Regions from separate parts of the Mus musculus genome. Here region 2 is linked to region 1. A link is a contact called in public Hi-C data. All regions are on one chromosome and are shown on one strand. Each heading gives the region's core, a stretch centred on a gene start, on an enhancer-like site or on the middle of the called end of the contact. The rest is flanking DNA. Distances are from core to core; before and after follow the strand shown. Region 1 overlaps Rora (RAR-related orphan receptor alpha). Region 2 overlaps Rora (RAR-related orphan receptor alpha).

The links. A called contact is a pair of places that touch in the nucleus more often than the background predicts.
Region 2: a contact with region 1 is called in a Hi-C map of liver, with 2.3 times the contacts expected there. The contact joins two enhancer-like sites. A contact is called at or near these places in 4 of 484 Hi-C or Micro-C datasets (B cells, epiblasts and liver) and 1 of 115 datasets of contacts at active chromatin or transcription factors (memory CD8 T cells).

What each region holds. Positions count from the first base shown.
Region 1 is chr9:69,107,572-69,114,373 of GRCm38.p6, forward strand. All of the region lies in intron 1 of Rora (RAR-related orphan receptor alpha), which reads left to right. Among named protein-coding and RNA genes, the nearest start is that of Gm46153, 190 kb to the right of the region's middle. Within about 2 kb of position 2,965, at least 12 of the 459 cell types and tissues checked have an H3K27ac peak or open chromatin away from gene starts, as enhancers often do. A contact at or near this core is called in liver, where this site is marked.
Region 2 is chr9:69,328,875-69,335,676 of GRCm38.p6, forward strand. The region is part of intron 2 of Rora (RAR-related orphan receptor alpha); the gene reads left to right. Among named protein-coding and RNA genes, the nearest start is that of Gm46153, 27 kb to the left of the region's middle. Within about 2 kb of position 3,892, at least 17 of the 459 cell types and tissues checked have an H3K27ac peak or open chromatin away from gene starts, as enhancers often do. A contact at or near this core is called in liver, where this site is marked.

The DNA.
Region 1 (6,802 bases), core at 1,715-4,214:
GAAAACAGAACGGTAAACCCACAAGAGGTGGAAATAAGTGTGAAGACAATGGATTTCAGGTCCTTAGAGAAGAGAGTCCCAGACTGGTTAGAGACGCACCCGGCACAGTGAGGGTAGTCTGATTGGGTTTAATATAAATTGTTCCTCATACTGAGTTTTTCAAGGTAATCGTGTGGACACTGAGCATCTGAGGCAAAGCTGTGGCATAAGCATCTGTAACGTTAGAGATCAGAAAGCAGGATCCAGGGTGATCCCGGTGGCGTTTAGTGACTAGGATGTTCAAGGACAGTTTGCTAGTCGAAGATGATCCCCTAAACCCTACCCAAACTTGCACAGCATCTCTGTAATCATCCTGGCTTACAACTGCACATGTTAACTCGCAAGGTATCAGCCAAACAGGGGTCCTTTTCTTCTGCAACTTCATTAAGATATTTGTAAGTACCGATGCTCTCTGTGGAAAAATACCTAAGTCGGGCGAATAATAAGACGGAATAAAAACCGTGGGCAGGTTTTCAGCCTGCTATTTTATCTGCAAAGAACTTATCAAGACAGTTCTCTCAAATACCAGTTGGCACATTTACTTTCCCTCCAACTCAATTAAAGGGTGTTTTTCTTAAATATTTATCATGGAAGTTAATTTCTCTTTGTACTTTACTTTCTGAGGCTAACAGTTAAGAATTTGAGATTAAAGAAAGGAGGTGGCTTTTTTTTTTCTACTGCTTCATTCACACTGGGGAAAAAAATTAAAAAACACGATTTTGCCCATTCACTCATCTTAAACAGGGCATCGTAGCCTGGTTAGGATGAGTGATGGTTCTCATAGAAGCCATCTTTTCAGCTCACGTGTTAGAAAGCCCCCCACCTGCCGTGTATGCTCCGTAAAGATGTGTTAGAGATGAGAAACGGAAATGGACTGATTGACTCGGCCTCTCAATGTGTGCCCCACCCACCCACCTTCTCGTCTCTTAAAATAATCACTGTAGGAGAAGCTGTGAATTCATCGCTGAAGTCAACTCCTCCTTCCCACCTGGTCAGTTCTTTCTCGTTTTCTGCACGTGATGGGTTCATTAGAAAGAATAAAAACCTATTTTATTAGGCCTGTCTTCACTTCATTGGGCCTGTCTTCACTTCAGCCTGCCAGAGTGGCTAGCTTAAGTTTGGCCATTCTGCATTCAACTGAGAGAGTCCCCTGCCCCGTTTGCTTCATTCCATACTCATGAGCCTCTGTACTTATTTTTTTAATGATGCCATCAGGAGCTAGCCACAGAGGCAATTCTACAGTTTCAAAAATGGTATGGGGGCAGAGAGTAAAAATGGAAAGTTCAATTGACACCTGGCCAGTGGTTTATAGGTCATCAGCTTCTCTCACCCCCAAGTGCACCCCTAAGTCCGTACTTTCAGGAGGCTCCACCAGCTCTTGTATGATTATTCATGTCTTATTAATTTCACAGCCCTGTGCTGATCTTGCAGCATTTCTTTCTCCTTACTTGCTCTGTGCCCACCAAGTGTCTTATATGTTTTAATTTTTTATTCCACTAGCTTTCTTGGAGTGGTGTGTGTGTGTGTGTGTGTGTGTGTGTGTGTGTTCTGTTATTGCTGCTGTTTTTTTGTTGTTGGTTTGAGAAAGAGTCTCATGTATCCAAGGCTAGGTTTGAACTCACTATGTTGCTGCGGATGATCGTGAACACCGAATCCCCCTGCCTCTACCTTCCGTGAGCTGGGATTATAGGTGGGTGCCACAGTACCTGACTGATGGGTTTCAAATCTGAAGCTCCTTGAAGAACTTAAGACTGTGATGCCTTCTGCTAAAAGAAGACTCAGTGACAAGCTCTCATTTATCAGAAGTCATGCTGGATAAGTGAGCTGCATTCCTGGTAGGAGGAACCCAGTGGTGACACTGGTGGGATTTATGTTCAGTCCTCCAACTCAAGGACATCCTGACATGAGTGTAGTTCAGGTTCTTCCACCTAGTAGCCCACCCTGCAATGACTATTGCCTGCCTGTCAGGACTAGAACCAGGCTTGAGGGGACACCTGAGGCAGAGTCTGCCCTTAAGGAACTGACAGTGGCTGTGTGGGATGCCTTTTCCTATGAATGGGTTACAGAAATAGACTCTGGGAGCTCTGAGGTCAGATTTTGGGGTGAAGGGGTCTTAACACAGAGGCTTACAAGTAAGTGGAATCTTTCAAGAGGAGGAGCTTTCAGACACAGAAGGGAAGTTGTGGGAGAAAGCTCAGTAGACAGGAGGTCAATATACAAACAGAAAAGAAGGAAGTTAGGACTCAAAATGCCTGGCGCATAGTCAGCATGGCCAGACTAGAGTGGGTCAAGCAAGAGGATGCAGTGTGGGTTCTGGCTAGTGTTCACATTTCTAGCCAGAAAGAACAAAGATGGCCCAGGCTTTGATACCTGGCTCACTCACTCCCTAAGCAGCAAGAATGCAGTAAGGCACTGAAAATCCAAGGGCCTCAATTTCTCCCTAGCCACACAGGGTGTTGTAATCCTATCCTGGTGTTGTCCTGAAAATCAGCAGGAAGCCACATCAGCTGTCTGTCCCCCAAGTTTACCAGTCATTATTTGCCTTTGTGTGAGGTGTCCTTATCATAGGTCACAGACTCAAAAAGCCAGTGGCCCAGCAGGTAACAGAGGTAGCAAGAGAGCCAAATTGAAGGGACTCTGCAGTGTGGAGGAGGTCTGATGTACACTAGGCTCCTCAGGACAGGAAGCGCTACATGATCCCAGATTTCAGATTATTAGAAATGTGCAGTACAAATTTCGGTCTGAAGTGTCCCCTGCAGTTGTGATCTGAAGTTGAGAACATGGCCAGAGTCCAGGCAGTCCATGTCTGTGGGCAGCCAGGTGGAGACCTTTGATCTTGTTTTTATGGAGTGATGGGTCTGTACAGGGCAAGGCTGTGGTTGTTCCTCGTTCTTAGCAGGGCTGGTTCTTGGCACCTGCCCCATGGTTAGAGGGCACCAACTGGCCACATGCAGACACCAATCACCAACGCCAAGGGTGAGGAAAAGCCAAGCCAGCAAGTGAGGTTTTCAACAGTGCTGAATTCAAAGAGTGACCCCATATCTTCGCACAAGCCCAGGAACGAAAACTTTTCAAAACTCAGCCCCAGCGAGACTCTCCTGGGAGAGAAGCAGATCCTTAAGGGGGGCTGGGGGGGGGGAAGAATCTGTAGTCTGTGAGGGGCAAGGTTTGCCAAGCTATTAAACAGCAAGTTACAATAGGCAAGTGCAGAGATCACAGACTCGGGGATAAATGTACACTCATCTATACGGGAAACTTTGATGCTTTCAAATGCTCCCACCATCTAAGGAGCAGGCAGCAGGCAGCGCCTACATATCTCACAGCGGTCTACCTGTCTGGGTGTTTGGGCTCGACGGCAGGAAGCTCTTTGAAACCAGGCTGAGGTATTTCAAACAATTCTGTTTGACTCTCCAGCTTGTATATTCTGCTAATGCCCCTTTTTGTTGTTGTTAAATTGGCTTTTTTTTCTTTTTATTTATTTAATTTTTTTTTTTTTTTTTTTTTTTTACTAATTTTGGAATCTCCTATTAAGCTGGCAGTCTGCAAAGGAGACGATGACAAAGCTAAGATGCCTTTTGACTATCTTAATTGAATTAACACACACACACACACACACACACACACACACCACACAGGTGAATAGCTTACCCACAACCCTATGTAAGGAAGGAGATAAATTAGACTCAGAGATCAGAACTATGTCCAACAACAGCCCCATTAAAAGTGCCAAATGTCTGAAGCACTTGACTCCTGCCCAGATTATTTCCTGATGGTTTAGGGAGGGATGTTTACAACTTTCTATGAGTAATAAATAAATTAGGAGCCACCCATTAGAGCTTTCTAAATTATAGACATGACAGGCAAATTTCTCCTCTTTGGAAGCATAGAATGACCTGAAAGCCAGTCCTCGGCTTCAGCCTGTTTTCTCTTTGATTCTCTTTTCATTTTTTCTCAGTTACTGAGGGAAGGAAATAGCAATGTTGAGGAGTTTGCCCCGTCCCTTGTGCTTGCAGCCACAGTTCTGGTAACGAGGAGTGAGGGCCCGATGTGGGGGATACCCAGCCATCCTCCTACCACTTGGGGAAAGGAGGTAGGACAATCTCAGTTCCAGCCTGAGCTACACACAGTGAGATCTCATTTCGATCCTCTAGTGTTTCCCCCAAATAAATCAAGGTGTCTGTTGAAGTCATGGAGTGGAAACCCACAGGGCTCCAGTTTCCTCTCTCCTGTTGATCTCACACAGGCCTTGCTCATCCTTCACCGGTTTGCTTCTTACAGTCGATACCTGTGTCCTGGCAAGGAGAAGTCAAATGGAAGATTTGAGAAGGTGGCTTCTGTGAGTCAGGGCTTCAAAGCTATTTCCTACAAGGAAAGAAAAAAAATTGTCTCTTTTTGCTAATGTTGCAGGAGGTGTGGTAGCTTGGCTATCTCTTCCAACAGCGTGTTGATGGTTGTGTGTGGGAATCTTACACAAGACCTAGCCAAACCAGAGAGGATTAGCTTTAATTTCATTCAAAACCGGTAAGGAGGAAGAAAGGCTGCCTGTACCCCGAGGCAGTGCTTAGGAACAGGTAGAAGAAGGTAGGATCCTGTTGGGGAGTGACAGACCACGATTCTGAGCTCACCCCCAGGGCTCCCGGGCCAGACTCTGGGTACATGTTGGGCTTTATTTTTACCTGGCTTACTAAGAGATCTTGGAAGCAAGAGACACCAGATTTAAAAGATGAGCCGTGAAAGTGTTGATAGGAACTGAAGTTCTCCTTCACAGATAGCCTGCTCGGGAGGGGAGGATAGAGTAAAAGATGGAGTGAAGGAGGGAGGAAGAAATGATGGCAGGGAGGAGAGGAGCCTTGGAAGGACTGGGGAGATGGGTCCCCAGGTGAAGTGCTTGCTGCAGAAGCCCATGGACCTGGGTTTTGATTCCCAGCACTGGTGCAGTACGCACATCTGAAGTCCCAACAGTGAGTGATGGAGACAGGTCGTTTTCTGCAGCCAGCCTGTCTAATTGATTTGGCAAGCTGTAGGCACAGTAAGATACTCTGTCTCGAAAATAGTAATAATAATATAGGGTAGAGAAACATAAAGGAAGAAACCTTACTCTAACCTCTGGCTTCTACATGCATGCATATGTACACATGCATGCATATGTCTATCCACTCCAGAGGCTAAAAACATACCGTGTATTCTGGAATCCTCCCATTAAAAAACCATCCAGACCCCCTAGTGCAGGCACTTCTTCTAATCCTCAACTACTCTGTCACCCACCCACAAGAAAATTTGTCACCAACATTCATACTGAGCCCAAATCAAGGAAACACAGGATGCTGTCTTTCAAGCAAGACACAATCTAGACCACTGGCTCTCAACCTGTGGGCCACACCCCCTTGAGGGTCTAATGACTCTTTCACAGGGATTGTCTAAGACCGACAGAAAACACAAATATTCGCATTATGATTCATAACAGTAGCAGAATTACAATTATGAAGTAGCAACAAAGAAAATTTTATAGTTGAGGGTCACCACACACGAGGGACTGAACTAAAGGGTCACAGTATTAAGAAGGTTGTGGCTGCTGCTGTAGATTGACCCTTTCCTTTGAGGCATGCCACCACCCAAGGAGACAAACTTCTGGTGCCAGATGTAGGAACCATCCTCAGCTAAATGGCAGACACATTTTTAAGGTGTTCTTTTTATGGCCTGCCAGCATAGCAGAGCATTTAGAGCCCTGTGTGATAAAGAGCTGGGCTCATAAGGCTCTGTGTGTGTGTGTGTGTGTGTGTGTGTGTGTGTGTGTGGTGTTTCATGCAGGCAGGGGTGTCAAGGCATTGCTTTATCAATGGGTGGAATTTCCTGTAAGTAGAAAGATAAATGAATTAGTAACTTAGAGTAATTTTTTAAAAATACATATCGAGATGAAAGCCAGGATAAGTTTGATCCCTTTTAGCCAATGAAGTATGATCTCTAATTAGGTTTCCACGCAGACGGTGTGGACCCAGAGTACATTTCTGAATCTAGTTGACCTTTTCAGCTGGGAAGCCAAATAATTTCCATTCCATGCTCTTTAATTCTGGAGGAATTTCTAATTTGTTGCCAGAGATAAAAACTCACTGCAAACAGGGGAAAAATAGTTTGAAATAGTCCAGCGTTCCATTTATAGAAAGAATATTAAAATTTTAGATCTGAGAGAACCCTCAGAGACCATTTTCTTCAATCCTCTTATTTTACTGATAATAAAAACTGAGGACCAGACAAAAATCAAAGACTTGCCCAAGGTCACAGAGGGGCTTAGGATCCAGGACCGGACTCATAGCTACTGCCTCTTACTCCAGAAGGAATTATCAATTTACCCACTGGGCTTTTCTTGTCCTTCCCTCCTTCCTTCCTCCCTCCCTCCCTCCCTCCCTCCCTCCCTCCCTCCCTCTCTCTCTCTCTCTCTCTCTCTCTCTCTTTCTTTCTTTCTTTCTTTCTTTCTTGTTCTCTCTCTCTTTATTTCTTTCTTTCTTGTTCTCTCTCTCTCTCTCTCTCTCTCTCTCTCTCTCTCTCACACACACACACACACACACACACACACACACATGTCCATATGTTACTGTGTTACTAAAGTAACCGTCCCTTGCTGAACTCCACCATCAGACTTGCTTGAGGGAAACTTGCACAGGCCAACACCTACCCTCTTGGCTTTCTTAATTTCTTTTGGAAATTGTCTATTCTCTCACCTTATTAATGTTAAAACAAAACGGGCTCTTTTATTGCCACAGGCAGA
Region 2 (6,802 bases), core at 2,642-5,141, 220 kb after region 1:
TAAACTCATGGTATACATGGGGTACCTGCCCAGACCCCAGATGTCAGAAGAATATTTAGAACCTTCCTTATCATGCAAGCCCCACCTTATTCCCAACTTTCTAAACATTTTTTTAAATTTTATAAATTTTATAAAATTTTTATAAATATCTGGGTGTGGCCAGAAGAGGGCTCTAGGTCCCCTGGAGCTGGCATCATAGCTACTTGTGAGCTACAAGATGTGGGTGCGGGAAACTGAACTGCAACCCGCTGAAAGAGCAGTGAGCACTCTTGAACTACTGAGCCCAGTTCTTCTCCCTAGTCTTTTAAGAAAGATTTATTTATTGTGTGTCTGTGTGAGTGCATGCACATGCATGTGTAAATGTGGAGGCCAGAGGTGGTAGCAAGTGCCTCACTCTGTCTCTCTCCATCTATGCCCTCGGGGCAGGGTCTCCTCCTGAATCTGGAGCTGGGCTGGAAGAGAGCAAGCCCCAAAGATCTTATGTCTCCACCCCTCTGTAAGCTGGGCTATAGCTGTACATTAGGCACCTGGCTTGCTACATAGGTGATGGGACCTGAACTCTGGTCCTCATACTTGTGTAACAAGTACTCTTAGTTGCTACACTATATTTCTCTTGTTAGGCTTTTCTTCTGGTCCTATGAAACCCTTTGGCCTCTTTGGGCTGCTGGCTAAAATGAATGTCATCCAGAAGAGAGGCTTGCCTGGGAAGTTAGGGACGCTTTTGATTCTTCCTGTCCGTGCAAGAAGGAGCTGCCTGGCAGTACCCTTGGATGTCTATAGTGGCCTTTCTTTCCCCTCTGGAGTCAGCACACTCATAAGTAGGAAGCAGTTGGTGGGATTCACTAACTCCTCCCTTGCTTTGGGCACTTCTATGTGTTAGGCACTGAGCAAAGCACTAATGTGTACCATGAAGAAGAAAGACAGGTCTCCGCTCTGAACAACTGACAATCTAAGCCCCCAGTGACAGCTCACAGCCTTCCAGAGGTGATAAATGCCATCAAGAATGAATCCAGATAGTCACAGCAGATGACATGTGGTGAGAGGGCCATGGATATCTCTGGGTTTTGAGTTTGTGTGCACCTGAGGACAGATATTAAAGGAGACTTTAAAGGACAAGCAGCACTTCTGAGTCTCTGGATGTGTCTGCAGTGTGCTGTAGAGAGGAACGAGATGGACAGGGGAAAGACAGGATGCCCATTTCAAGTGTGGGCTTCACTTTCTCTTTTCTAAGTATCTCTTCTTCCGGTAACTCCCCCCATTCCCCAGCTGTTCTAACTGATGTCCAAAGCTCATAGACCCTCCCTAACTTCACCTCTGTGAAGCACTGTTTATGAGCAGTCCTGTGTTTCTTGCCCTCCAAATTGAGGCCCTGTGGCTTCCAAGGTTCACGTAAACACCAGGCAAACCCAATCTCTGCCCCCCTCCTCCTGGGTGAGCTGGGTCTATTCATCTGGGTTTTATGACATGAGGATGATGGGAGACAATTATGGCAGACGAGCAAGCAGATGTGTATGGTGGTACCATGCCAGTGCCACTCCAGCTGGAGAATCTTGGGACATCTTTTTGCCTATTTTAAGTTGCTTTCGCTGAAGAGTAAAGAAAAGGGTGGTGTGTGTGTGTGTGTGTGTGTGTGTTCAATCGTGCACACTCATGTACTTGGTGAAACCATAGGAGGGTATTAGGTATTTTCCTCTATTGCTCCCCTTTTATCCTTTCCTTTGCTCCCTGACTCTGGAGCTCACATTCTTTTTTCCAGCTGGCGGCCTAGCAAGCCCAGCCATCCTCCTGTCTCCATCCCCTTTGGTGCTGGGATTACAGGTATCTTAATTAGGGTTTCTATTGCTGTGATGAAACACCACCACCAAAAAGCAAGTTGGTAGGGAAAGGTTTTATTTGGTTTACACTTCCTCATCACTGGTAATCATCAAAGGAAGTCAGGGCAGGAGCTCAAACAAGGCAGGAACTGAAGTCAGGAGCTGATGCAGAAGCCATGGAGGGGTGCTGCTTACTGGTTTGCTCACCACGGCTTGCTCAGCCTGCTTTCTCTAGCGTATATTAAGTTAACATAAAACTAGCCAGGGCGCCAGACATGTATGAGCCCACAGTGAAACATTACATGGTTGCTGGGATCTGAGTTCTTCCATCACTGTAAGAAGGGGTATGAAGATACGTTGTATCTTGGAAAATTGAAAGGTGCTCTCTACTACATTTTTGGTAGCTTGTTCTTCTACTGTTAAAACTCCCAAAATTACAGCAAATATTCACTATGTTTTGCCTGTTCCATGATGGTTTTGTTATAGACAAGGAGTGGAAGAAGGAAAAATAGCATGCATGTTCTCTCTGTATGTGTTTGTCTCTATGTCTTTCTGTCCCCCGCCCCCTCTGTGTGTGTGTGCGCGCGCGCGTGTGTGTGTGTGTATCTGTGTGTGTGTGTGTGTATCTCTCTGTGTGTGTGTGTGTGTGTGTGTGTGTGTGTGTGTGTGTGTATGTGTGTGTGTGTGTGTACTTATAATGAATTGCTCTGAGTCTCTGGAGAAGTGCTAGCACAGGACCCCGCAAGCCAGCAAGTGGAAAGTTGAGGTCTCAGCTGGGAGATGACTGTAGCTCCCATGGAGACAGTGTCTTCGCATGGCTGACATTAATGACAGCCCAATGCTATGCCCTCGTGAAGGGTTTTCATTTCAGAAGAACATCAAAACCACTGAGTCCTTTCAAGTCATCTTCTTTTACTGCGAAACCAGAAACCCTGCCGACGTCTGCTTGTCCTAATAACCTATGTCCCCGGCTGCAGGCTGTAGAAACTGGCTGTCATATAATTTTCTAATTTGTGTGTAGGTAGTTTCAGCAAACAAGTTGGTTTATTTCAGGGCATAACATCAGAAAGTGTCTTTTAATCAGTGGCACTGGGTAACAAAATCAGAATTTCCACCAAGTCCGCCCTCATTGAACAGTATTGTCAGGAGGGAAAAAAAATATGACGCAGGGTCTCATTCTAAGTTTTGGATGTTATTAGGAGACAGGGCTGATTGTATTTTAACAAATGTACCAGGAAGCATCCCTTCCCATGAACTTTGTCCCTTCAAACCAGTCAATCAGCTAGGACAGCCAAACATCTGTGCCAACAATGTCAGCATTGCCAAAACATTTGTGAGCAATCCTTTCTGGAGTTGCCTCCACCTCCTGCAATGTCTCGGTCTTTTCTTCATAGTGGCTGTGCTCCTTCTGCAAAAGGACATGATGGTCTAGAACACCCAGTCATTAATGCCCTGGAAAAATTAACATCAACCACCAAAAAAGTCCCAGGCTCCTTTCCTTTCCAGGGGTGGGGAGGGAGGGCCAGAAAGGAGCCAGCAATGTCCTTCTCCTCTGGTCGGCACTCAGCATTTACAAAAGAAAGATTTCGAAGTGTTCTGTGATGTCAGCATGAGTGTATTAAAGACCAGTCCTCATTTTGGTGTGGAAGACAGTGCCAGTGATCTCTGTGGAAGAGAATAGGGACCCCTCATTTTCTTCTTCCAGAAAATCAAGGGAGTGGATGATGAAGGTGTTCATAGGTGGCTCGCCTGCCTGCTGTAACCTAGGGGCATCTATAGCCATGAGATTCTTGTTAGCCTTCCAGGTTCCCTGTTCTGCATCCCACACATGTTAGAGTGTGTCAGAATCATTGCTCTCCTAACACTGTCCAGCGGACTCAAGGAGACAGAGAGAGGAACTCCTGCCCAGAATGACCTGGAATGGTGACTCTCAGTGACATAAACTTATCTCAGGAGGGTTCTCACTTCACCTGCCATTCCAAAAATCCCCAAAGTGAAACATTTGCTCACAGGGGAGCTTGGGACTGTCACTGTAGTCATGCTGAGCTGTTTCCAGGATGGGCCAAGCTGCGTTACACAACCATGGGGTCAGAAGAAGGATGTACCGGGTGGTGGGGGTTTGGAAAGCTCAGCCATAACTGATATGGAGGTTCTGTCGAACCGTCATGGCTCTACCCCTCCTTACATGTAGATGGGCCATCTAAAGCTACATGCCTTTGAGCCGAGTATGGTAGCCCATGCCTGAAATCCTAGCACTTGGGAAGCGGAGGCTAGAAGATCAGGAGGTCAGGACCTCTCTTCGATTCATAGAGTTCAAGGTGAGGCAGAGGCACAACGAGACCTTGTCTTTAGAAACTGAGCAGTGGAGGCGGGGGCGGGGCAAGGCCAAGGGGAGGAATCCTTTTTTATGGTGTAAAAGATGCCACTGAAAGTATTCACAAGAACTATACTATTTTCCATCGCTCTGCCTTTTTTCTAGGGATATTTTTGAGCTTGCTTGCAGAAAAGGAAAAATGGCCACATTTGGACTGGGACAAATGACAGTGTGCCTGGAAAAGTCCTTCTTGGGGCTGCCACTTGTGAGCTCAAACCCTAAGGCCCACTGGCCATTTCGACACACGGTTAAAGAATTTGTGACTAATCTCCCCCAGTTTAGCAGCTGTTTTCTCGGTAGACACAACCCACATTAATTCAAATGACACTTGATTCCAATTCATCCACTAGTTAATAACTCCCTGGCTTGTGGACTGTGTTAAGCGAGCCCTGGAGTCCTTGCTCCACATTTTTGTCATTGTTACTATTTCAATTGAACGTGGGCTGTGGTGTCCTAACAGTGACAGAGATGGCAGCTACCTGTCAGGTTAGCAGATAGCTTAGGAGCTCTGCTGTGTGATGTCAAGGGTCCCACAAACCTTTGACCCAGTTATTCAGGTTAGCCTAAGGCAAACTGCTCACCACCATCAAGAAGAAGAAAAAATGGTTTTCCCCATCTCAGCTGCTGCCTTTAGGTCCCTTTATAAGCTACTGGGATGGTCCATTGTAACAACCCCACATTTGAAGTCATTGCTGTGAGTCTCCCTCCCTCCACACCTTCAGAAGCATAGGGTGTTTGGCCCTGGGCCTTGGTTCGAGAGTCATTCTCAGAGAATATTTGTAACTGGGCTGGAGCTGGAGCCCCGTCGGCACAATGCCTGCCTGACATGCATGAAGAGCCAGGTGTAATCTCAGGCATGATGGCATATGTAACCACACTGTGCAGGAGGTGCAGTTAGACGTCAGGGACCAAGAGTTCAAAGGCATCCTCTGCTATAGAGCAAGTTTGAAGCCAGCCTAGGCTAACTGAGACCCTGAGGAGGTAGGGGAGGTGCACTGATAAATTAATTAGCAGTGTGCAAATTTGAAAAAGCCAATGAGAAGGAACGAGAAGAACAAAAGCTTTGCTCTGAAAGGACCGCTCTGTCCAAAGGCTTAGCAGTCCTTACTTTTGTAGGCCCCGGTGGTCTTCTTTTCGGGGTACAGTGATATGCTCTTGGGAAGTGTCTCCAACAGACACAGACGGGTGTTTCTGGTGAATTGCCTACTTTGCTACTAGCTGTGCTAAGTTCCAGAGCAAAACCGTCAGCTGGCTTTGTCAAACAGACATCTCTAAAAGCTGATCCCAGGAACGGAATGTTGGCTTGAATCCAAATGTTAGTATTTAGTTTGGAGGCTGGGGACGGTTTAAACTTTACCCTGTGACATCTTTTGAGTGGCATTTTTTTTTCTTTTCTAAAATGTTTCCTTTATTATTTGACAGTTACACATACACACAGAGTGATCATATTCACCCCATTGCTCTCTCTCATCCCATTCACACCCCTTCACATTTCATCTGTATACCCTTTTCTCCTCCAAGCAAGTGTCTCTCCGACTTTCACATCTGGGATGTTTTAAATGACTTTTCATTCAGCATAAGTAATTGCCACACTTCCTGTGATTGGTGAGACTGTTGGAGGCATGACTGAAATTTAAAGCTAACATACCAAAGGTTAGGTATCAGAAAAAACTCCCATCCCACTCAGAATTTGAACTTGGACAGTATACACTTATTCAAATGATTCCTTCTCTGGGCATTAACCCTTCTTGAACTCCGTTTCTTGGAATTGTTTGCGTTGATGGTATTGGATCTCTTTGAATAACAGCAAATAACCAGGGCACCGCACTGTGAGTAGTTGAATTGGTTTTCCTGGAAGTCGGGGCTGCCCATAGTCACCACACTGGGTGTTGGCCTCTCAGCATCTGAGGAAAGGCTCTGGTCTAGAGGTTCAGGCTATAGTGAAGCTACACTTGGACATTATTTCTAAGGACTGGCTGGCCTTGTTCTTTCTAAGGTATTTGTGGGTGAATACACTGCAGCTTGAGACCCTAAGATGCTCTGTAGATGGCAATGGTGGGGGTGGGCTTACACCACTAATGTGGCCCACAGTGGGTGCTGTCTCTACTGATTTAAAGCTTGGGGCAGAGACAAAAATCTGAGCAAGTTCTTGGTATAGCACTTTCATTTGCAATTGTTTACTTCCGAAAGACACACAAATTCATTTTTTTTTCTTTTTCCATCAACACTGCCTTAGCTTTGCATTTGCCCCGTGTCTCCTACCATAGCAGGAGGTGGTATTAAAGGACTAACTGATAGCAGTAAGTATTTTATAAACAAGGCAAGAGAAGGCTAGGGAGATAGTTCTGCCCTTAGAAGCCAGAGAACCTAAACTTGATTCCCAGAATTCACATTTTAAAAAGGCAGGCATGGTGACATTTTCCTTTTAATCCCAATGTAAAAGTGGCAGATAACAGGAGGATCCCTATGGTTCTCTGGCCAGCTAAGCCTAGCCTCTTTGTTAATTTCCAGGCCACAGAGAGACCCTGTCTCAAAACAAAACAAATAGACAAAAAAGTGTCCCTGAGGAATAACAGTCAAGGTTGTCCTCTGCCCTGCACATAGAAATGCACAT